3 separate regions of the Mus musculus genome follow, and all the other regions are linked to region 2. Evidence: chromatin contacts called from public HiChIP or PLAC-seq and promoter capture Hi-C data. All regions are on one chromosome and are shown on one strand. The core of a region is the stretch at or near the end of the contact, and the rest is flanking DNA. Distances in the headings are between cores, read along the strand shown.

What was found. Promoter capture Hi-C pulls out the DNA fragments that hold promoters and counts their contacts. HiChIP or PLAC-seq counts read pairs in DNA pulled down with a chosen protein or histone mark.
Region 1: a contact with region 2 is called in a promoter capture Hi-C map of cranial neural crest. The contact joins the promoter of Tmem189 here to the promoter of Sall4 in region 2.
Region 3: a contact with region 2 is called in an H3K4me3 HiChIP or PLAC-seq map of embryonic forebrain, with 7 times the contacts expected there. The contact joins the promoter of Bcas1os2 here to the promoter of Sall4 in region 2. A contact is called at or near these places in 2 of 39 promoter capture datasets (hippocampal neurons and pre-B cells) and 1 of 115 datasets of contacts at active chromatin or transcription factors (embryonic forebrain).

The regions. Positions count from the first base shown.
Region 1 is chr2:167,659,147-167,662,827 of GRCm38.p6, reverse strand. Tmem189 (transmembrane protein 189) reads left to right here and starts at 1,284. Exons shown (of 6, transcript NM_145538.2): 1 at 1,284-1,455. The coding sequence starts at 1,332.
Region 2 is chr2:168,765,803-168,769,259 of GRCm38.p6, reverse strand. It overlaps Sall4 (spalt like transcription factor 4), which reads left to right and starts at 2,059. Exons shown (of 4, transcript NM_175303.4): 1 at 2,059-2,348. The coding sequence starts at 2,231. It overlaps Gm14261 (predicted gene 14261), which reads right to left and starts at 3,117. Exons shown (of 2, transcript NR_166178.1): 1 at 3,016-3,117; 2 at 1,150-2,478.
Region 3 is chr2:170,354,571-170,358,099 of GRCm38.p6, reverse strand. Bcas1os2 (breast carcinoma amplified sequence 1, opposite strand 2) reads right to left here and starts at 1,739. Exons shown (of 8, transcript NR_040610.1): 1 at 1,702-1,739; 2 at 1,181-1,302. It overlaps Bcas1 (breast carcinoma amplified sequence 1), which reads left to right. Exons shown (of 13, transcript NM_029815.2): 11 at 1,787-1,852.

The DNA of each region.
Region 1 (3,681 bases), core at 35-2,534, 1.1 Mb after region 2:
AAATCTCAGAGACTCTGCATAGGGCCAAGCTGGTGCTCTGTGAATTGAATAACGGTGAGAGAGAGTTAGTTCTGACTACCCGTCTTGTCTGTCAATCAGGATGTCCTGGCCTCTGGGATCTCCAGCCCTAATCTGCAACCCTAGCCTTCTTGCTAACAGGCGCAGTTTGGGAGGGTCTGAGACCCAGCACCTGCCACAGCAAGTTCAGCAGAACCCCTGACACCCCAAATCTAATCGCGCAGTTAATACAAGTGCCAGGCTGTCACCTTCATCGGAACAGGAAGGACTTGGGCTACAGCCTGACGCGGCCATCCGAGTGGCTCTTCCTTTGAGTAGACGTAAGGAGACAGAGAAGGAGCTTGGAACGGACAGAGACCACCCAGGAAAGGAGCACTGAGGGAAGAGGAGATAGCCTGGGGAGGCTGGCAGCTGAGAAATATGAAGCTTAAATCTTAGAGAAGAACGAAGATGGAGCCTTGGAAAAATTCTTCAGATCTTAAGTTCCCTCTGCGGGCCCCAGGCACCTCTCAGTCTTGCAGCCCCAGGGTGGACGCTGTTTATCATCCCTTAAGGACTTTACATAAGCCTTTAGCTCTCTTAATGCTAATGCCTTAAAGACAGAAGCACGTTCTCTGACCCGGAATTCATTCAACCTCTCCTAAAATCTGTCAGCTGTTGGCCCAGGCAGAGTCCCTGCCCTCAGGGGCTCCTTTCCTGATAGAGAGACAGTTACTCCTGACAAGCTCTGAGTAGCGTGAGGGTGATGTCACAGTGACCAGAGGAGGGGGCACCCCAGCAGGTGGTCACGAGCGGCCTCTCAGAAGGCAATATTACTTCTTATGTTCCGTGATTGAGTCTTGCAATGTAGCTCAGGCTGGCCTCGAACGCGAGACACTCCTGGGTAGTGAAATGAAACCTAGCGCGTGCAGCCGATGTGCTGCCCCGTCCAGCAGCTTCCTAGCGAATGCACGATCTGCAGTAGCCATGCACTCCGTAGGCGCTTCGCAGCGCGTACTCCCTGCCTCCAGCGCGGTACGCGAGTTCGCGGGGCGCAGCGGGGACGCGCACATCCACCCTGCCTTCCGCGTCCAGCTGCGTCCAGCTGCGACCCCGCCCCCCGGCGCCGCGGTTGGCTGAGGCCCGAAGGCCTGCGATTGGCCGGGCGCGGCGCGGGCGCGGGCTCCGATTGGCTGTGACGCGGGGCCCCGCCGACGCCCCGCCCCGGCCGCCGCGCCCCGCGCCGGCCGGTCATTGGGCGGCGTGATATCGCCGCGGTTCCGCGGCCGCCGCCGCTGCAGGCAGAGCGCAGCGGGCGGGCCGGGCGACGGGCCATGGCGGGCGCCGAGGACGCGCCGGGCCGGCAGCCGGAGCTGGACGAGGACGAGACGGCGGAGGGCCGGCGCTGGGGCGCACAGCACGCGGGAGCCCGTGAGCTGGCGGCGCTTTACTCGCCAGGTAGGACGGATGGAGGGCCTGCGATCTGATGGGTGCTCGGCGCCGGGCCCGCCCCGACCGAACCCCAGGCGGTCCGAACACCTGGACCCTAACCCATCTGAGCCCTCTGGATCCGAACCTTAGCCCATTCGAAGTCCCCGGATTCGAACCCTAACCCATCCTGAGTCCACGGATTAGAACCCCAACCTATTCGAACCTCACTTCGACCCAACCCGTCCGAACCCCCACGAATCCAAACCCCAGCCCATCCGAAATGCCGAGATCTGAACTCTACCCAGATCCGAACTCCAGCAGCCCATTTGGACGCCCTTGGATCCGAACCGCACTCCATCCGAACCCTAGCCCCATCCTAACCCTGCCCCCAATCTAATCCCAGCTTCCACCCAAAGCGGAACTCCAGGGCTTCCAACTTTGCAAAGAGCACCCCTAGATCTTGGGACCCTAACTAAACCCCTTCCTACTCCGAGCCGTGAGGCTTTGGGGTTGCAGAGATTTAGGAACAGCCCCAATGCACCTGCGCATCCAGAGTCCTAGCCCCAGGGCACCTTGGGCAGTTTAGGAACCCCACCCTGGCCTGCCTTGTCTTCCTAAATCCCAGTCCAAGGCTTCCGGTTCTCAGGCAGCGCGAAGCCTTAGACATCTCAGTCGCAGGCACTGCCCTTAGCCACCTAAACTCACACGCAGTCCTAGGACCCCCACGTTACGAGTCTACACTCTGTGCGTTTTTTCCAAGACCGTGGGTTGCAAACTAACCCCCCTTCTGGGACTAACAGTTCTCTAGCCTCTAGGGCCCCGATTTGGATTTCAGCTGCAAAATATCCCAGGCGCTCTTCCCATAAGCTCCATCATGGTCCCTGCTTCAGTAGCTGCAGTGAACTTATCCCCTCCCCCTCCCATTGGGACCGGCAGCCCTCACCTCTTACTGGTAGATTCTCGGCAGCGATTCAGACCCTATTGAGTCTGGCTCTGTCCTCTCCCACACCCACACACTAGCTGCCCATTAGGACTTTGTGGGATACACTTATCACCACCCGGAGCCCCTTTCCCTGGCTCCACCCCTTCCCCCAAAGCCAGGTCCCCTCTCTGGTTTCTTTGCTTCTTGACATGCTCTTATCCTAACTGGCACTGGCTCCAACCCGCTCTCAGGGAGCCTCAGCAATCTCACTGCCTGGCTGGGTATCCCCAGGGGTTGCGGAAATGCCTGTGCATCCAGGGTCAGATGACAGCCAGCCTTGAGGCCCCTCAGCCAGGGTAGAGTCTCCAGGAGTTGGCTTTGTTATTCAACATTCTATCCGCTCCCTTGGCTGGGCAGCTACAGGGCACACAGCCCTGGCCTGGGTGGGGCTGAGGCCACTACCCCCTTGGCTCCCTGCCCTGGCTGGCATGCGATTGATGCTTTTTCAGCGCTAAGTGGCACGTGACATAGGACCATTTGCTTTTTCTCTTTGGGTCCTAGGTCAGTGAGGATTGGCCTCGCCTTAGGTTTCCAGTCTGTATGTTTGGTTTTCCACTTGTCTTGGGTGTTTGGTCTGTTCGGCTGGGTCCTTGACCCACACACCCGAACACCCAGCCTCAGGACCCGAGTTCTCCTTGAGGGAGGCTGGTGGCGTTAGCTGGATGGCCTGGGTGGTGCCTCTTCTCCTGATCACTCGCTGTAATGATACACACTGTGTGGCTCTAGGCCTTGTGTACAGTAGGCGGCCCCTGTGATTCACCTGGCCAGCCGCCCTTCTCTGAACTTGAAGCGAGCTTGGTCTTGCTGGTCCTCAGGCATATAGCCTGGGAGTTGGAAATGGAGAAGAAGGGATTCATAGTGTGTGGCTGTGCTGTCCTCACAGCCCCCTTCCTACTGGCCCCAATCTTTCCTCTTGCTTTCCCCTGGGGTCCACCTCTTGCCCCTCCTTTATGATCAGGTATCAGTTCCTGAAGAGCAGCCACACAGCTTCAGACAGCCTCCTGGGGCCTTTCCTAACCCAGAGAGGGAAAGACTGGTCAAACTGGTTCCTCCAAGTTTCTCTCAGTAGGTCTCCTTGTCTCTGTCCCCTGAGCCGTGTGGTCTTAGAGAGGTGCCCTGGCCTCTCCTGACCTGACCCGGTAAAAGAGGAAGCAGGCCTGATGTATATTGAGCACCTAATGGAATATTTCTTCTAGTCCCTGTTGTCAGCCCTGAAGGCAGGCAAGACTTGAACTGGCATTTTGGTTCAGGAGACAGGTAACTAGTCCCCC
Region 2 (3,457 bases), core at 810-3,309:
GGCTGGGGTTCACGAAATGAAGGCAGCCAATAAACATGGAGCATGTGGGAGAGTCATAGTGTCTTATGTCTACGATCCAAGTGTGTGTGTGTGTGTGTGTGTGTGTGTGTGTGTGTGAAGCCTACAAGGATCAGGATCTGAAGGCCATCTGTGCAATGTGAGACACTGTGTCTCAAACAAAACAAAAATCCCCCAAAAACTAAAACTAAAATGAAATAAAAAAACTATTGTTCTGTTTTCTCCTCCTCCTAATCTCTCTCTCTCTAAAAGACAGGGCCTCCCTTCCAACTTGAGATCTTCCTACCTTGGCCTTATGAAAGCTATCTTCATCATCTCCTTATTACTATCCTGACTGACGTGGCCGAAGGGTCCCCACCTCATTCCAGGGCAGATAGAGCTGCTATGCCCTAACTATCACTAACTTAGATAAAGGAACAGAACCATATTACACAATGCTTCCCTTAAAGGGCTCATCTTTCTTGAGTTGTAAACTGTACATTCCTTCAGATTTGTGAGTTATAGCGCCTGCTCTGCTCCTTTCCCAGAAAGGTGTGGAGAATATTGGTAGATTAGTCAGCGAGAAGGCAGGTGTTAATTTGCCTTCTGACTCGGTATCAGAATCTTCAAGTGCTTTTATGCAGCATGAAAACAGATTCTTCCCCGCCAAGGCCACCACGCCGCCACCCTGGCTGGCAGGAGGGGCTGTCCTATTTCTTTTAGATGTTGCGCTCGAAGTAATTCAAGCTACGTTGCAGAAGAAAGACCAGAACTGGAAAGCAGGCATTTCTGTAAGGGCTCAGTGCTAGCTACGCATATCAAACCTGTGGTCCAGCTGACTTATTCAGCTCTGGGTTGTCCACAGGCACAGGTGAGCATGCTCATGAGGTCAGGCTCCTGTTTCCCGCTTCCTTCCTCACCAGCCTCTCAGAAGCAGGAAACGACAAATAGCTAATCAAGAAAATGCAAAGCAGAAAGATGGAGGAGAGGCTGATGTCTGCCCAGTCTCTCATAATGAAGGCAAAGTCAAATAAGGATCTAGCTGTCCACAGGTCCCATGGGAAGGCCACAGAGGGGGCTGGCCAGTTAGTTGAACTTCTTCAACACTGAGCTCAGACACTGTTGCAAGGAAGTTAGCCAATTAAACTTAGGTAGATTTGAGAAATAAATTTTTATATCCATACACACCCTTTTAGGAAATTCTAGGCATTCCCGAATCAGGACCACACAACTTCAGGAGGAAGTGGCTTTTCTGTAAGTCAGTTCTGTATTGCAGTGTTCTAGAAAGCAGTTAAGTACAAACACCCTCGTACCTTTTGGGAGCCCTGAACAGCTTTAGGGATAGAATCTGCAACCACTTGCTATTCTGGAATTGTTTTCTAGCAAGTTTGCTTTTCATCTGCCCTTTCTACAGTTAGCAGACAGTGGTTTAGAAGTGCTTCCGAAAATCCAGGAAGTTTACAACAAATCCTGGCTCGTGAATATGAATCCCGCGAGTATTACTCAGCATTTTAAGGATGCAAACCCTGGTGGGTTCGGAAGAGCTTGAAATTAGGTAAGATGGGGAGGTGGGATGGACAGAAGGTACCACCGGCCACTTCAAAACGCAGTTTTAACATTTCCGTAAAAAGAAAATTGAAAAGGGACTCGAGTCTCTTGTTCAGGTTTGATTTTAGAGGGAAAAGTTGAACCGACTTATTTTTCTGTGAGCGGAAAGACCTTTCTCAGCTGGTAGTTATCAACTACGCCAATTACTACAATAATTTTGTGGAGCGCGTAACCGAGATACATCGGTTCTAGAACTTTCATGTCCAGCCCTGATTTTCAATAAACCAATTTTCCTTTTTCCGTCTCAGAATTCGGATAGTGGCCGCAAGGATGATTCCCCCCACCTCCAAGTCGATCCACGCCTCGGCCAATCTGAGCCCGGATGCTAATTAGCTATGCTTCCTAGATGAACACGCCTTTGTCACATGTAGGGCCGGACTACAAGGCCCAGCATGCCTCTCCCCTCCCTGATCAATGAGGGCTTATTTAAATGATCTCTGAGGTCTTGGACCCAGGCCAATCAGCTGTCAGAGCTCATGATAAATCGCAATGCATTATTGATAATAATAATTACTGGGACATGCGCGTTTCGGCCGAAGGGGGCTAAAATTTCCCAACTCCAGGAATTGGTGGCGGAGAGGGGGCAAGTCACCAGGGCTCTTCCCGGCGCCCCAATGCGCGCACCATGTCGAGGCGCAAGCAGGCGAAGCCCCAGCACATCAACTGGGAGGAGGGCCAGGGCGAGCAGCCTCAGCAGCTACCGAGCCCCGACCTCGCCGAGGCGCTGGCGGCGGAGGAACCCGGTGAGTGCGGCTGCGGCCACGTCCGTGCGCCCGACTGTCCGTGCGTCCCGGGAGGGCGCTCCTAGCACTGCCGCGCGTCCCTCGAGGGCGCGGGTTCCGGGAGCCGATTCTGGAATGGGGATTCCGGACTCTGTTCCAGGAAAGGAGAGATGCGGAGGGAGGGAGCCTCAATCCCCCACCTCGGAGGGAGCCTCAACCCGCCCACCCCTTTGCAAATCCCCCTAGTTTTCTCCCTCTTATTGTAAAGTTGATTCCACATTCTGCCTCTCCCTCCAACTTCTCTCTCCTCGTCCACAGTCCCATAATTGGTTTCCCTCCTTTGGATACATAAGCACCCACCTACGCCGGTAACTTGGGCTTCCTTCACCCCCTCTCTAGTGGCGCCGCTTTTAAAAGAAAGAGACCCCCAAGTCTCCCCACCCTCTCTACTACCCTCTTGGGGGCCCCTGGGGGAGGGGCGCACCTCTGGGGGACCCCCCGAGGAGGGCGATCTGTTGCACGCGCCCCTCCCAGGCCGAGTGGGGGGAGGGGGCGCGACCTCTCCCCACCCCCAGGCCGGGGTACGGGCCACCCGCACAGCGCAGAGGGCGGGGGAGGCTGTTGGGCTTAGTTCCCTTTCGGAGGAAGGGAACTTTTATTTTTTTGTAATTTTAGATATTTTGTTTACCTTTTTTTTTCTTTCCGCCTTTCCCGGGGGCTACGGCGCCTGCTGCCGGTCCTCGCCCTAACCTTTCGGGGCCTGACCTCCAGCCATCTTTGATTTCCGACTATCTAAAAATAACCGCGGCCAGCGGGAGGGTGCGGGCCGGGGCCCGGGCAGCGGGTGCATGGTCACCCCCTCTGGGGCGCACCCCCGCTCCTTTATTTATTTTTTTGCACGGATCCCCCGGGCGGCACTGCTCAGCACACGCCCGGGAGGTGAAAGGGGAGAGGTCGGGTTGCGGCTGACCCGGCCTGAGCCTCCACGGAGTTCAGGACCTCAGCGCGGCCGGGAGCTGCGGGCGAGCCCCTCGTCCCTGCCCGCCGTGCTGTCGCCGAAGAAACCGGGAACGTTGGGAGGAGGGAGTCCCCCTGGGCCTCCCGCTCGATTCCAGCTCTCCGCGGATGGT
Region 3 (3,529 bases), core at 490-2,989, 1.6 Mb before region 2:
CCAGTCTAACTAAGTTGGTGAGTTCCAGGTTCAGTTGACTCTGCTTAGGAGGCGAATGCATTCTGGGGAATGTTTCTCGCGGTGAAGAGACACCGTGACCAAGGCAACCCATAAAGGGAAGCACTTGACCGGGAGCTGGCTCACAGTGTGTTAGATGGTTAGTCTGTAACCATTGTGATGGGGAGCGTGGTGGTACACAGACAGGCATGGTGCTGGAGAGGCAGCTGAGCCCCCATACATAACCACAGGACACAGGAAGGGAGAGGGGGTGAGAGAGACAGAGACAGAGAGAAACAGACAGAGACAGACAAACGGATTGGCTTGTGCTTTTGAAACCTCAAAGCCCATCCCACTGACATACTTCCTTCAGTAAGGCCCCACCTCCTGATCCTTTCCTCTGACACTTTGAGCGTCATCTCTCAGACTGAAGAGCAGCATCTAACACTAATCCCTCAGAATGCATTTGAGCTCCTGTAAGGTTTTCTTTGTCGTGCGTGTCTGGTATGTGTGCTTATATATGTTTGCCTGTACCTGTGCACATGTGCACCTGAGGCTGATGTTGAGAGTCTTCCTTACGTGTTAAGGGTGTGGTCTCTTGGTTGAACCAGGGGCTCTCAGATACAACTAGCCTATGTTAGCCAGGAATCCTGTTTCCACCTTCCTCCAGTGCACTGGAATCACAAATGGCCGCCATGCCCACCCAGCCTCTTGGGGTCTGGGCTCTGTCTTCACACCTGCCGCTTGCATGGAAGGTGCTTTAGCCACCCGGCCAGCTCCCGACCCGCCTCTCATGTTATCAGGATGAAGTGTTCTGAGCTGTGCTGTGCTCTGTGAGTGTGTGCTGTCTGCTAAGAGAACATCCCAGTTGATAGCGGTGCAGTTGGGAGTCCCCGCTTCCTGAGCAGCTGGGAGGAGATGATACTAACCAATGAGCGCGCATCCTCACGTCACGTGGGAGTTTGAGCGCACCAGCACAGTTTGTGGCCAGTTAGAGCACAGCTCAGAGCCCCCTGAGGAGCTTGTTAAACACGGGTGGCTGAGCCCCAGGCCCAGAGTTTCTGATTCTGTGGATCTGGATCTAAGCAGATGTGAAGAACTTACATCTCTCTAACGAGTCCCCTGGTGAGTCTGGTGCCTCTGGGCCTGTGGCCACACCTTTGGAACCGGTTGCTTAGCTCACCTGGTTGAAGGAATCAAAGATGCAGATTTGACTAGGTACCGCCCTGTTGAGGAAGCCACTGGCTCTAGGGGGCGCTAAAGGATGGAGGATGGGTGCTCATTAACTCAACTCTCCTCCACTGCCTAAAAGTAGCAAAAAAAAAAAAAAAAAAGTTAGCAGGCAAGTTCATTCATTTATTCATTCATTCACTCATATCTCTAACCTCCTTTTCCTTCCAACATTACTTTCTTCCCCTCCTTCTTCTGAAAGAGGATCTCATTTAGCCTAGGCTATCTCATAGTCCTACTGCCCCCGCCCCTAAATGCTGGGTTTACAAGTGTTTTCCTGGGGAGACAGGAGCAAATGTCTATTTAGCTCATATATAATTTTTATTTCATTTATTTGTTTGATTGATTGTTGTTCCTTCGGGACGCTAATACTTGAATTCAGCAGACTCTGATGACACAGCCCCAGCTCTCCGAGTGACCCCTTTCCATTCCTGTCTGTATCCTAAATATCAAGGATAAATGAGGGGGGTTCACCGTCGTCATTGTCATCGTCGTCGTGCGTGCACCTGTGCACCGTTGCTGTGGTTACTGAAAGGATACTGTCTGTTTGTTGTTGTAGTCAGTGAGATCGAGCGAAGGGATCCCCCGCTCGGAAGAAAGTAACGTGAAAGACTCCAGCTGCCAAGTAAGTGACCGTGAACTCAGCCTGCGGGCAGGTTCAGCCTCGCGACCTGGAAGTTCATATCCACTTGTGAAACATTGCCTGGTTAAGCACCCACTGTATACCCAGCAGTATTGGGCTCTACAGACATGGTATGGGGCGAGTCCTCAGCGCTTCTCTCTCCATGTAGAAAGTTTCTTCCCAGACTTCCAGTGTTAGCAGAAATGTCACCTCCTCAAAGAGCTCCTGTGCCCCGCGGTCATCCCTGTCATAGAGTTTGCTCCCTTCTTGGTGCTGTAACAATTCTCATGTCTCTCCTGATCCTTCCCACCCATGTCTGGAACATTGTAGAGCAAGCAGGTGCTTCTAGGTTTCTCTCATCTTCTGTGGTGTCTGGCACAGAGACTTATTAGATCAACAATGCTCATCTCCTTGCTTTCTTTACTATTGACAAACAGAACGCTTGACATCTGTGCAGGTGCCTTCCTTTAAAAATGAGACCATGGGCTGGGTGGTGGCCCGCAGCCCTCTTCGTACAGGGTTTGCCTCACACATGGGAAGCCCTGGGCTCCATCCTGGCACTGCATAGAACCAGGCATGGTAGCACACGCCTGCAATCCCAGCACTTAGGAGGCAGAGGGAGGAAAATTAGCTGTTCAACATCATTACTAACCCCCTATTTTATAATACAGCACTCTTTTAATTTAAATAGATACTTCCATAAAAAATATCAGAGCTCTTTTGTTAACTTTAATAATACAAAGAAGTGCTTAAAAGCCTGTGTTTTAGACTCAAAGGGACTGGGTCTGATCCTGGCTTAAAGGGTTTTTCTGTTTGCTTGTTTTTATGGATTTTTTTGCTATAGTTGTTTGGAAAGATTGCCAATCTCCCAGTCCCTCAGTTCCCTTACCTAGGAGGATGTAGGGGACGCAGACTCCATAGAGCAAGCGTCCTGCCTAGATGAATCAGTACTGGGCAAGCACTAGGAACACTCCTGGTGTGGAGGCTCAATAAACAATTTAATGTCAGGGTAGGCTGCCAGAGCGAAACGCCATACAGTGAGTGACTCAAACCACAGGAATTTCTCTCACACGTTTCTGTTGGCTGGAAAGGCTACAAGCAAAGTATTGGCGAGGTTCTCTCCCTTGCATGCAAATGGCTGCCTTCCACCTTGCAGGGGAAACGGGAGGAAAGAGGAGGAACGAGGGAAGAAGAGTGCCCCCTGGTGTCTCTTCCTAGAATGACGCTAAGCCTATGAAATCAGCTCCATCTGTAGGACCTCATTTAACGTGAATTGTTACTTTGTTGCAAACATAACCACAAAAGGAATTCGTTTTCAGGGGGTGAAGTGGAGTTGCATGATTCAGCCAACTGCGGTGCTCCTTGTCATTATTGTCAAGCTGTTGATAGGGATTCACCATCCTATTATTTTGCTTATAGCACATGAATCTACAGCATAATTCAGATTTCTACTTCTATTAATAATTATGAAAGTATATGTTTTCATATGTTATGAATATAATATTAGAAATCATGATGTTTTCCATTTATTTTTTATACCTATATTGGACCCCCAAATCTACACACAATACTGGGCACTTTGGTGCCCAAACTTTCAAAGGTTCACCTTAGAAACACAGTAAACTTACTTTATACAAAAAGGAAAAGACAGGCCAGTGAGATCCCTCAGTGGGTAAATTC